2 separate regions of the Gossypium hirsutum genome follow, and region 2 is linked to region 1. The links are chromatin contacts, called in public Hi-C maps. All regions are on one chromosome and are shown on one strand. Each heading gives the region's core, a stretch centred on a gene start, on an enhancer-like site or on the middle of the called end of the contact. The rest is flanking DNA. Distances are from core to core; before and after follow the strand shown. Region 1 holds the start of LOC107916594 (ARM REPEAT PROTEIN INTERACTING WITH ABF2). Region 2 overlaps LOC107916586 (alpha-glucan water dikinase, chloroplastic).

The links. A called contact is a pair of places that touch in the nucleus more often than the background predicts.
Region 2: a contact with region 1 is called in a Hi-C map of leaf, with 2.6 times the contacts expected there. The contact joins the enhancer-like site here to the promoter of LOC107916594 in region 1. A contact is called at or near these places in 2 of 34 Hi-C or Micro-C datasets (both in leaf).

The regions. Positions count from the first base shown.
Region 1 is chrA01:100,626,315-100,633,283 of Gossypium_hirsutum_v2.1, forward strand. It overlaps LOC107916594 (ARM REPEAT PROTEIN INTERACTING WITH ABF2), which reads right to left and starts at 3,721. Exons shown (of 2, transcript XR_005921866.1): 1 at 696-3,721; 2 at 128-426. It also overlaps the pseudogene LOC107916593.
Region 2 is chrA01:100,775,294-100,781,992 of Gossypium_hirsutum_v2.1, forward strand. LOC107916586 (alpha-glucan water dikinase, chloroplastic) reads right to left here. Exons shown (of 36, transcript XM_016845865.2): 31 at 6,691-6,699; 32 at 6,274-6,372; 33 at 5,396-5,569; 34 at 5,207-5,299; 35 at 4,927-5,042; 36 at 4,053-4,480. The coding sequence ends at 4,276. Among protein-coding and RNA genes, the nearest start is that of LOC107916586, 15 kb to the right of the region's middle. Within about 2 kb of position 3,823, at least 2 of the 9 cell types and tissues checked have an H3K27ac peak or open chromatin away from gene starts, as enhancers often do. A contact at or near this core is called in leaf, where this site is marked.

The DNA.
Region 1 (6,969 bases), core at 2,471-4,970:
CTCGTTAACCATCAGTGTTGGTATATTTTAGTATGAGTGGCACAGCCAGAAAACATGTTTTAAGTTTTAACTCCCTCTTTTTTCTATTTCTTTTTTCTTTTTTTCCTATAAAAATAGTTGTAGAACGGTTCTCACACTAGGATTGACAATTGCACCGATGGTTATTACTGTGACAAATTGATCAATCACCATTGATGGTAAAACATTTATGTTTGAGATGGCTACACAGGATATATTGTTTCTATTGGCTTTTTACATTTATTAGCAACAATGGGTAAGAATCAATTTGATGATTGCTTTGCTTTCCCTTGGTCCTTCCTATATTCATACATCAGCTCAGCCCATGGTCTTTGGGGGAAGCATTTAAAGTTGTTGAGCTGTCTAGACTTGTGGTCTGGGGAGCAGATGGCGACCACAACTAGTGACCTATCCTCAAAATTTGTCCATGGAAATTCATAGCGTACAAAATAATGTAAGAAAGAACTATGAGGGAATAATGTAACAAGTTCAAGGAAGATAAAAATACTAGAAAAGGTTTGAAGGAATCAATTTGCTCATATAAACATGAAAGAAAATATTCAGACAATTGAACCATCAAAGGGCATATAAAAGCATCTAAGGTATTTTGAACAACGTATAGTTCTTAAACAGAAACCTGTCTATTGCTGAACCTATACTTTTTTCATCCAACTTACCAAATCTATTATGCGTATGCCCTGTTAGCTTTGCCTTCCAATTTAGGGTTTACCTGAAAAGCAAAACAAATAACCATAAACGGAAATATTGGGTGCATAATTTAAGGCGCATATAATTGCCTCTGAGGATGGACTCCGGTATGGGTATGGTAAAGGTTGAGTTGATAAATGGCCCTGGACACCAAGTCTTTCAAATCAGGATGTTGTGCAAACATTGTTCGATCTGCCCCTTCAATGGCAGTCAAGACCCTAGCTTGTTCCAAAGCTTTATGATCACCGGCATGAATGGCAAGGTAGCAAAGCAGTACCACAGCATGCAGTTGTGTCTTCTCGCCACATGTAAGCAATCTCATCAAAGGTGGAACACCATTAAACTCGATTATCGACTTGCAATGGTCCATACTGAGAAAATTGTCTGGAGAAGCAAATTTTCCCAATGCAATGGCAGCTTCCATTGCCACTTCTTGATTGTTGTTACCAAGCTGTGTCACCAAAGGACAAATCACTCGAGTCTCCCGAGCTGGAAAAGTTCTCGCCAGAGAACCAATTGATCTGATAGCCGGAATTTGCAATGTAGGGCTATCCAGTTCCTTGATCACCCTCAAAAGCTGATCAATAACAGCCTTAGCAGCAGATGAATTCATCTTGAAAGCCGCGCGTCTAAGATCAGAATGCCATTCAGCAGCCGCTGTAATCTCCATTATTGTCATCAAAGAATTATACTGTAGCTCACCTTGTTCTTTCTCCACCAACTTAGCCAAGCAAAGTAATCCTTTTGTCTCTGTTATCCTCCTACTATTTGAAGCACTCCCTTTAGCCAGCATCCATAAAGCTTCAGCACAGTTGATTTTCAACTGAATTTTCACTTCAGGGTTCTCATTTTCCCTTTCTTTCCTATAGTTTCCTCCCCTAGTACTACCATCCACGTGTAAATTTGAGTATGAATTAGCATAGGGTCCATAACTATAATTCCTTGAATTCGATGAAGTCCAAGAATTTTTCTCCATTTCTTTATTAATTTGAACTATGGAATGGATGCTTTGCTTACCCAAAAGAGTCCCAGAATCGTCCACGAATGTCTCAAACGACAACAAAGTGACCAACGGCCTAATCACATTCTCTCTGGCGAAATCCTCTTGAGCCACCGGATCATACTCCGCCATTCTCGCTATCAATTTCGCTACGGGGATTTGAACCTTCATCGGAGAATCTCGCAACACTTGAACCACAATTGGGACCCCCATTTCTTCAACAATACTGCGAACTCTTTCCGGTTCGTTTGCCAAAACAAGAAGGGCATTAGCCGCGGCGATTTGCGCTTCCATTGAGGAGCTTTCTTTAAGAAGTTTCAGCAAAGGAGGGACGCCGCCTTCTTCAACGGCTATCTTTTTGTTTCGGTCGTTGTCTTGAGCGAGGGAAGCGAGGTTGTTGGCGGCTTCGATTCGGTCGGTTAATTGGCCCATTTGGACGGTTGCGATGCAAGACCAAACCCAGGAGATAATGGGGTCGTTGCTAGCGATTGGAGGGAGGGAAAGGAAGGTTCCGCTAGCAGAGCCGTTGTTTTCGGCGTCAAGGACTCCCATGAGCCACTTCATGTCGCCGACGGAAGCGTCCAGAAGGTTCAGCACTTTGCGGAAATCAGCGGCGCTGGTGATTCTCACCACAAGGCTCAAGATGCTATGGCGCTTGCACTTCTGGACTAAAGTGAGGGCCCGCTCTAGGTTTTTGGAAACCTCGGCGATTACCCGGCGAATCGGGCGTTCATAGAGGGATTGAACCGAGGTGGTGAAGCGGACAAGGGTTCGAAGAATTTGGGAAAGCCGATCCACTTGCTTCCCAACCTCCCAGCAGTCGGCTTTAAAGGACTCGGCCTCGTCGGCGGCGGAGCGAACTCGTTCTGCAAGCAATATCGGATAGGAAAGGTCGTCCTCGATTCTCTTTTCCCCCACCGAACCCATCAACACGTTGCCTCTTTTACCATAAAAATTCGTGCCTTTTTCGGGGATGAGTGAAGTGAAGAGTCAGATTTTGAGAATCTCAATCTAGTCTACTGTTCTGTTCGCTCATTCATTCTTCGCATGTTCGTTTTGTGTAGTCAGCAGCAGAGCCGAGCTCAGGCTTCTTTTAATAATTTATTTTCATTACAATTTTTTAAGAGAGGAGATGAATTAATTGGCTATTTTTTATTTGAAAAATGATTTATGTTTTCATGTCATATGGAGTACAAAATTATAGGAAAATGATCCTTTTTTTATTTTTTCTGATGTGAAAAAAAAATGAAACTGGCAAAAATGGCAATTAAGGTTCTTCTTCTTTAGAAAAACATATTTGGCATCTATGTTTAATGAAGAGGTTTGATTTACTTTTCATTATAAGGATGCGGAATATAATCTGTACCTATACAGTATCTTAACATCCTAAGCATAAAAAAAAATTTCTCCCTCTCTCGACACTTGCCGACTCTAGGGTTTCCCAAGCTGTTTTGGCTCTTTGCATGGGCAATGTTTGGCCTCTTGTCTGATTAAACTAGGGTTTTTTCTCCCCATATCTAGCTTAATCTTCTTACAGTATTTTTTAATTGTTTCCTATTTTTTGGGGGATCTTTGGTTTACACCTTTTGATTGTCTGTTTCAGGGGAGTTAAGGGCGTGGTTGGACTTGGAAAGTGGTTCGACTCTTTCTTGAATGAGGGAAGCTTCTATCTTGTTGCTCGAGTCCTTTTGATCATTTCAGTGCTCGTGGTTTGGAGAGGTTCTTTGGAGGTGCTAGAGTGGTCAAATCCACGATTTTGGGATGTCGTAGGACGGTTGTTTTAGCTTCGCGACAGCGCCTCTGATTCGTTTCTAGGTTGATGATGTTGGCACTACGTTATTTTCTCAAGTCTCACATATTTTTGTAAGAGCTTCATCTTCCAATGCCTTGATTTTTTTCCTAAGACTGTTAGCAATTTAAATAGGAAAATTGAAATAAGAAAAATAAGGTAATGTTACAAAAATGTTAAAATTTTAAAAATATAGTAAGAGTTAGATTGTATTTTGTTTATTTTATTATTTTTTTATTTTTTCTGTTAAAAATTTTATAATTATCTACTATTAAAAATTTATATAACTAATTTTAACATATAGGGGCCAATTTTAACAATAAAAATAGATGAAACTTTTAAAAAAATGATCAGTTTGCTCTTTAATCTAACATATAAAGACTAATTTTTATTTTTTGAGTAAAGGGTAACAGTTACATATAATGTGTCATGTGTACATTATTCTAATGTATAAAGATCACTTTTTAACAATAGAATTTTACAAAATTTTTACAGAATGATCAATTTAATATTTAATCTAACATAAGGGACTAATTTAACCATTTTTAATAAATTGACAAATTTGCAATCTACTTACATTACAATGATTTCCTTGTAACTTTTACCTTTAATTAAGCTATTAACTTGTGAGAATTTCACAGAACAAGAGTAGGTTTGCTAATAGACATTGTAACAGCCCAAAAAATTTTTATAAGACATCTAACATTGTTTAGTGAAATTTCTAAGAAATTTGAAAAATGAGTTAAATGGAAAAATTTTATGAAAATAAAAATTGATATAGAGATGAAAATTCATGAAAAAATATGAATATAAAAATGTGGCAAAAAAGACCAAATTTAGTTACTACAAACAACTTGACTAAAAAATGAAAATGAATTGCCTTGTTATTTTATTTCTTTCACCCGCACAACGGGTATACCATAGCACCAATACATATATATATAATATTTTTGTATTGAAGTTATTTTTTTTAACACACTTTAAATGTTAATTAACTACAATCGATCCAATTATTCAGAGTGAAATGTTACATTAGGATTCAACCCGAGTTAATTATATCACAAATGTTCAAGGGCGGTTAAAAAATGAGGACAAACAAATCCAGATGTTCATACTTACTTAATAACGTGAGGCCAATCAATGGCTCAATTGTTTGTAGTTTGCTAAACATTTTGCAGACTGCAGATATGAAATCAAAGCTTCGCAATTATCACATTTTGGATAGGCTTTGTTGCAATGTCGTTGTCCTTGACCTCCAGATCGGTCGTGCTAGGAGGAACATCGACCGCAGGGGAGCAGTTAAAGAAACCATGTGGCTGCGTTGCAGATACCAATGGTTAAGTTCTAACATCATGCTTCTGTCAACCAAGCTGTAAACTTACTATATTGTGTCCAACTTAAAAGAAGAATTTCCGCATAGCATTTTCAATTGCAAGCGCAAATCCACACCATAAGCATTCTGACAATGCAGTGCAAGAGCGGGACCCTAATGACTCACACGTTGTCTCCTTGACGAGGTGAGTCATTCCCTTCCTACTTACTAACGCTGCTAAAGAGAAAAGTGAACTGAACAGGCTTGAAATGCATGATCCGGACTTGCGCTCCTCTTCTAAGAGTTGGGATGCATACGAAAGCACAAATACTAGAATTTTGAGCAGGCTGTCTACGTCAAGCATTTTGTTTAACATGCAAGCCTACCACGATAGCGATTTGTGTCTAAAGGGGACAATGTGTAGACAACATCTTCAAACTACATAAGACGATGGACAACTTTTCGAGTCCAAAATAAGATCCTATGCAATAAACTTGCATGAGATGGAGTAACCCTTTAACTTTGATATCGTTATGAAAATGATGAATTAACAGAAAAGGAAAAAGAATGTTAATATATTCTATTATGATGAAGCAATCAAGTGATGCAAAGAGTGAATGTTATTAGGATGAGTGTATACCATAAGCATAAAGCCAATGCGATCAACGGGCATGACTGGCCAGTCTTCCAGCCGAGGAATATGTATCACTCCAAAGACATACCTGATACAGAGGAAAATTAACTTGTTAGATAATAAAATGCCTAGGATTTCATATGAAGTTATCTGATGTGATTTTACTAACCACAGAACTACATCAGCTTCTTCCAAAGAACGATTCTGCTTAACCCAAGTAGCTAATCCCTCCCCAACACGTGGATTTTGATTTGGAAACTCCCCTCCTGGATACATTTCATCATGTGCATAGGGTGTGACCCAAAGATTATGTTTCAAGAAAGCAGCTCTTCTTAGAAATTTCGCCTCAGATCCAGCCGGTGGCAAACAATTTGAACCAGGTACCAGTTTGAAACCTGTTAGCTGCCCAGTCCGGTTGACATTTCTTGTGTTTCTAACCTAATTTCGAAAATAGAAAGTACAGTTGACCAATCAAGTCACTGGGATTAGTACCTCACCATCCACACAATATTCAGAAAACCTTTGTGAATTAAACACCAGTAAAAATGTATATCCTTGTGATTTAAACAACCGAGTATGAGAAAAATTACTTACAATCCAGTGGCGTGCAGTCAACGGATTACAATCACGCATTGCTTGCAGTTCAGATCTCAGTAGTTCCTCTTCAGCATAGAATGCGTTATTATGAACATTATTCTTCCCGGGTTCTTCAACTTTAAGATTCACCTCAACAACCTGTACGAACCCATGTATTTGCATAAACTTACGTTTAATAACTCCTAACATTTCTAAAGGAGCAAAAAAGAATGGAAAATGAAGTGACAAATCTCATGAACATGTTACATATGTAAAATACAAATATATAATGGATATCATAAGATGCATTACAAACAGAAAATGTCAGCATAATGAAGGCAGAAAACAAAACCATGATAATGGGATAATAACACAAATTACTTGATTAAATGCTTCACCAGGTTTACAATCTACTGCCATGTCCATGCAAGCCACAAAAAAGTGTTGATGAACAGGGGCATATAATCCAGGAGCAATGGTTGTGCCATATTTCCGAGTTTCACCAGGCTGCAAAGCTCCTAAACTGAGAATTCCAGTGAGTTTAACCTCAGCTTCAATTTTACCATCCTATAACAAGCATCAATCATTGAAATTTTAAGTAAAGCTATTTTCAAAATGAGGGAATATTCCCCCTTAAAAGCTCAAGAAAATGGTAGTGGGACCATTAGATAGAACTAAGAGATATGATTAATGTATAAGCATCCTCATTCAAAAGACAACCTGAAGTTGAAATTTGAAAAGAAAGGACTTAATATTCCTGCTTTTGCCATCAACGAAACATGCTAGGGGCAGGTCTCACAAATAGTTAAGAATAGGCATTAGTTCGAAGATGAGCGTAAGAGCCAATTCGTGCAAAGTAAGCAAACAAAATCGTGGTAGACACCAACTTGCCTGGTAGAAATGCCAGAAAAATCCATACTCATAATTAGCCA
Region 2 (6,699 bases), core at 2,573-5,072, 150 kb after region 1:
TATCATCTGACTCATTTCTAATGTTATACAAGTATCCACTCCTGACAGAATATGTTCCATATTCCTGCTCCTCTTGATGCAAAAATATCAGTAAATTATTTGCGTGCAAATTCTTCCATTTCGCTTTTTGACGTGGCTACATTATCTGCTCATCCACCAACTTCCGGATACGATTTGAACGTCTTCTTTAGGATGCAAAACTGTGAAAGAATTTGGTGTTTCTATCTCCCATTTTCAACCAGTTTGTCCTGGCTCTTTGCTTCCAATAATTTTCTTCCTTCTCAATCTCCATATTAAGATGGATTTTCATATCGATTATCTCAGCCAATGTATCATCATCCCTGTCAAGTTCCAACAACCAACCCAACTTGTCTTGCAAGCCTTTAGAAACTTCGTTTCACTTGCTTTTTATACCTTTTGCCCATCTTTTTAGCCTAGCTAAAAGCACTTCAAGTTTCTCCATAACCGAACCAGAATTCAACTCCCAATAACGCCTTACTTCCTTTTCATAGGATTCCTTCAAGACCCACCATGATTCAAAATTAAAATTCTTTCGATTTCTCTACTAATCCCCTTGATCGGTTTTGATTAGAAGAGGACAATGATCGAAAAAAGAATGCGATAAGTGGTTTATTGAGAAATTCAGGAACAAATCAAACCACTCAACTTTAGCCACCCCCTATCAAGTCATTCTCGAATATTAGTTTCATGAAGGTTACCTCTTTCCCAAGTGAATCGAGGTTTAAAATACCTTGCATTCATTAATCAGCAATTATCAAGCATTCTCTGAAAACATTTCATCCATCTTTTGTCTATTGGCACCTCACTAAATTTCTCGAGAGAATATAAAATTTCATTGAAATCTCCACATACAAGCCATGATAAGTCTTGATTTCGACTTTGTAATAAATTTCACCCTTCCTCTCTAAAGCACACATCTGGGATACCATAAAATCCAGTTAATTTCCATTTACTACCATTATCATCCATCAAAGTTTCAGCATCAATGTGATTTTGAGGATAACTTCATAGCTGGACCAATTCATTTTCGTTCCAAGCTAAACCAAACCCACCTCTTGTTTCATTTGTTGAAACATCAATTCCATTAGAAAATCCACATCGCTTTTGGACCTTCTCCATTAGATCACTATTCAACTTAGTCTCCATTAAGAAGACAATTTGGGGATTGTATATCTCCAACATGTGCCGAAGTCTTCGAATCGCTCGTGTACTCCCCAATTCGCTAACGTTCTAACTTATCATTTTCATGGTTTCCGGTAAGGGAACAAACATTATTTTGCTCATTCGCGGTACCCATCGAATCTTCCATTCCTAAAATGCTAGAGTCCAAAAAGACTATGCTATGCATTTTCTTTCCATCCAACTGTGCAATAGGGCTTTCCTCAATATCATGGTCCATTTCAAATTGGCCTACACCATTGGAAGATCCTATAGAATTCATTTATATTTTTTTTAGTAAATCCCTCCAAATTAAATCCCAAGATTGGATTTATTTTCTTCTTTAAATCTCTCCTAACATTCTCTCCTTGATTTCTCCCCAAATGATGGCTTGTTAGATTTTTTTCCCAAAATTCGTCATCCCTTACCTCCTAAACCAGACGCTATTCTCAACCACAACTCTTCTAGATTGTGCTTTCAGATTTGAGTTCTATCCCAACTCCAAAACCTCGTCCCCCTTTGTTAATCGGACAAGGCAAAATTTATCATTATGTCCCAATCGCTCGCAGAGAAAATGAAATAAAGTCAGCCTCTCATATCAAAAGGAGACATAAGTTGAATTTGATGAGGATAACATGATCTTCTTTTTTCTTTTCAATGGCTTCCTGATATCCATATCTACTCTAAAACGCAAGAAACTCATGAATCCTCTACTCAGAGGTTTCGCATTGTACTCCACAAAACATCCAACAAAATTCCCCATTTGGTTTGCCACACTTTCTGGAAAGAAACCAAGGGGAAGATCATTAACCTGAACTCGTAAAGGTGAAAATACCAGAGGAACTTGCATCGGGTTTTCATTTTCTCTAAACGATGATAAATCAACAAGTGATTATTGAAAGTCCATGGGCCCCTTCCATTACACACTTGATATCCATCTCATGGAAAAACTTGAAAAGAAACATTTTTTCTCCAAAATCTGAGATCAGTACTCCCGTTAAGGGATGCCAAAGATTTACCGTAGTATTTTTCATAGCTAGGAAATAAACAATACTTGATGTTAATAAACAACCAACCAAACAGAACTCGTAAGTCGATTTTTGTGCCTCCCGATCTATTAGCAACGAAATTTCAATATCTTCTTCATCTTCAAGATTTAAGCCTTCCATTTCCTTCTCTATCTTGTCTTCTCTCCATAACTAACGTAAAAAAAAAACTTTAAAAAGACAAAACAAAACTTCAAAAAAAAAAAACAAGCACAAGAATACTAAAAGACAAAATAAAACCAAAAATGCTACCAAGAGCAGACAGAGGACGTGCTACCAAGAGCAGACTATTTTTCGTTTTTAACCTCACTAAAACTTAGCGCCCATTCAAATGGACCTACAGGACTAATATCTAACAGACAAAAATCAAGGAATCGTCAAATAATTTGGACTGAAAATCGTCAAAACATGTTATTTTTAATTATTTCTCAATACAATTTTATTTTAAAAATTAAAGTTAATTGGAGCCAACGAGACCTTTTTCAAACAGTTAATTTTGGAAATAATATAATTATTAATTTAATATCTTCAACTAAACTCTCAAATCTATATACCTATGCATAAAAAGAGTGTCTATGGATATTGGCATAATGACACCTTGGAGGAATGGATAATGGGCTAATCCCAGATTTGGTCCGTCACATTTTGTTGATTATGCAATTAGCATGTTAAATTAAGTCCATACCTTTAATAGATTAATTTATTTGTTACTAAATTTAGACCAAAATAAGTTATATTTGCTCAGAATAATAAAAAATTATGTTTGAATAAAATTTATTAATTATGTATAATGATAATAATTGAAAAAGAATTTAATAATTTAAAACTATATTTATAATTTCAAATTTTAATAACTTGAAAAAAAATTATTTTTTATTAAATTTGTATAATTTTTTAACATTATTATCATTTATAAAAAAATAAATTATATTTAGATGATCTTAACAACTAGAAATTTTAAGCACCAGTCAAATAATTTCACATCAACTTTTAAAAATGTAAATTTATCATTATACACTTCACCATACTTAGTATTTTCTCTAACTTAACTTTAATTAAATTAGTAAAAATTTTAAAAATTTTAATAAATAAATAAACATGTTTTCTTATTTTATAATTTTCAAATAACTTTTAGTTTTTTTTTAATTTAATCATCCCAAATTCCAGTTTCTAATATTTTTCTAGGCTTTTTAATTTTTGATGACTGGTTTCAGTTTTTCTATTTTCGTCATTTTTATAATTTTTATCAGTTTTTTAATGTTTAACAATTGATTTCAATATTTTCAAATTTCACTTTTGATTAATATTGTTCCTGCAAATAGTTTCAACATGTTGACATTCTCTTTTCCAAATTTTCAATTATTTTTAAGTAGTTTAAATAAAATTAAATTAAAAAAGATATCATATATGATTGAGTGTATATAATATTTATATGTCCTTAAAAATTAATAATAATTATATATTTTAGGATAATTTTAATATTAAGTTGGGTAAAAACATTGTCCCGCAAGTAGGATGGGCAGATGATAGGGCTGTTTCTTGGCATCATACCTTGATTAATTTAACTACAAATGAATGTGTTTAGGCCCACATGAACAAAACTTGCGTTTTGCTCCGACCAAAACTGGTAGTCGGACGATTCTCAGTCTAGCTCTCCCAATCCCTGTACTCCTCCCCCACTTAAAATTTAATCCTTCCATCATAAGCTAATTTTTAATTTTAAAAATACTAAATAATCCAATATCTGAATAGAATAAAATTTCTCTAATAATCTTGTCAACTAAAAGAAAAGAAGTAAAAGGTCTAAATTTAAGAGTAGATAGAATAGGACCCCAGGAAACATCTTCATATAATGTATGCATACACGTACAAACAAGTTATTAGTTCTGCGATTTAGAATATTTATTCTTTCTTTATACATTTTGTTTCTATTTCATTTTCACCTCTTCTTCAGTGTTGTATGTTTTACTCATTTTACAACGTCGGCATAGGCAAAAAAACACTGCCCAAAGAATATAATTATTATACTAAAAAGAAACAAATGAGAGGATCACATCTGGGGTCTTGTCTGGACAACATACACCTTCCCATCTCTGATCACACCTTCTATGTCTTGTGGAGATCCATACAGTTCCTCTACGGCATTTCCTGCACCAGCAATGCTAGAAAGGATTGCTTGTTGAAACTTGCCATCATTTATCAACGGGTCCGATGAGTAATCAACCACCACTTTCTCTTCTTCATCCATTGGCACACTGCACAAAAAAGATTGGTGTTATTAAGCGTCCGTGCAAAAGTTTCTTTTAAAAAGAATTAGGGGAACAAGATCATATGATAAGTAACTTTCTTTGTTAGACCAAATTGCAAGACCAAGAACAAGTGCTAGACTTTTAGTGGCGTTAGTATTGGCCATCTGGAGATTCCTCTAGGCTCTAGAAAAGCAGTTACTACATAAAAATCTAACCATGCCCTTTGCATGAAAAACAATAAGGCAGATTGGACCCTGCTTCCTTCAGCCGTAAATGTTCACTTCATGTGCATCTCCGGAAGAATAAAATAATAGACATTGATCACTAACAATTCGGAAGATGGAACAGTTTTCCATTTAAGGACAGTACAGTCCCAACAAAAGGAAAAATCAAACACATCAAATAATAAGCACACTGCACGCTTTCTGCAAGGAAGTTTGGAAGGAGATTACCTGTCATAAAGGCCAGCACCTGCATAACCTTCTAGATCTTCACCATTAGAATCAGATCGGAAGATAATGGAACGCCTTATGAAGAGACCAATTGGTTTGCTTGGATATCCCAAAACCTGAAATATGTCGGAAATCGTTAGTGGAGAATATGATTAGTTGCTTTGTGATCAAATATAATTTTTTCAATGATATGATGGTAAGGGAATTGTATTGATGGTTAATCTTATTCTGCATTACTTCGTTAATTGTACCCAGTATTAAATATGTAGGCATGTTTTACCTGAGGAGAGTTGAGATTGTTTTTCTTGCAAACAAAACTCAAAGCACGACCTGGATAAGCTCCAACAAGAGTTTCTCCAAGTCCCTTGACAACCTAAGTCAAACAGAAATCAAATAATTCCTTTTTCTTCCTCAAGGGGAACAAATGACAGGAGATCATGATAGAAAATTGATAAATGCTGATGCATACCTCAGCATAGATCTCTGAAGTGTCCCCTGACGATGGATTAGTAGTATGAATAACAAATGCATAGTCAGCATTGATTACTTCCTGAACCAGGACAGCCATACAGAGGTAGTCGTGATCTAGTTTGACTTTCCTGGTGCTGAAATATGCTCTCTCATTCCATTTTGAAGCCCATACCTAGATTGAAAGCATAAAACAAATATGTCAGTGCTATAGATCAAAATGGAAATCTGTGACTACAAGCCAGCAAAACAATTAAATTAAGAACTATGTGAATAGAAGGAACAAATTTTGAAAGACCTAGTTACAGGTAAAAAGTTAACGTGGCTGAATGCTAAAAGAAACATAGTGTATGGATCACAGAATTTTAGGAAAAGGAAATTGGAGAAAAAAACTAAAATGCAGAGAAAGACAAAAGGCATCCTTCTCCTGTTTGGATGCAAGTAAAACGTAAAGGACAATGACATTACTCATTGTGATCCTAGTATGATTACAGATAAAACACTATTCGAATGAAGTGGCATGTTGTAGAAATCAAAATTTATCCTATGTTAGGATCAAAGTAAAGGGAAGGAAAACAAGAACCTTTATCTCGTTTGGATAAGTTATTTTATTTAAACACGGGAAAGTAAAGAAAGTTGAGTATCCATTACTTTCCCTTGAAAAGAAAATTGGACGTGAAACATACTTTTTGTCCTTCTAATCTTTTATAAATTGTTTTATAAAAAGGATATAATTGGAAGAAAAATCATAACGTATTGTTTTCTTTCCTTTCCATAACATTCCTCCCTTTACATTTTTCCTTTCTTTTCCTTTATAATTGTTTATCTAAACATGGTGTTAGAGGCATAAGCTCCTTCTTTGCAGAAAAAATCGTATACCTTCTTTATAGCAGTCCATGCTTGCTCCCACCTCTGCTCACCTTCATCTCCAGGCCAAGGCATGCCAGAAGTCAGCATCTTGGTCTTCAGCTCTTGCACCTGAAGATAAATGAGAAATTGAAATAAATCTGATCAACTGCCTGTGAAAGAAATCTCCTAGCCAGAAGTGCAATCAATTTCTTAGATGCAATAAACTTAGGGAGGCAAAAAATTATTGAGAAAATTCAGATTCACATAGAGATACAACTGTAGGAGAATGCAGAAGGGAAAATTTTCTTTTGGACAATCAAAAACTTCTCATCCAGAGAAGAACTCAACAAAATATTGTTTCAAGCTGATGATGCTATGATTGCTATCAAGTAAGCATTGAAATCTTAGCAGAAGAAACATCTCAAGTTCAACTACTAAAATACATACCAATTGGGA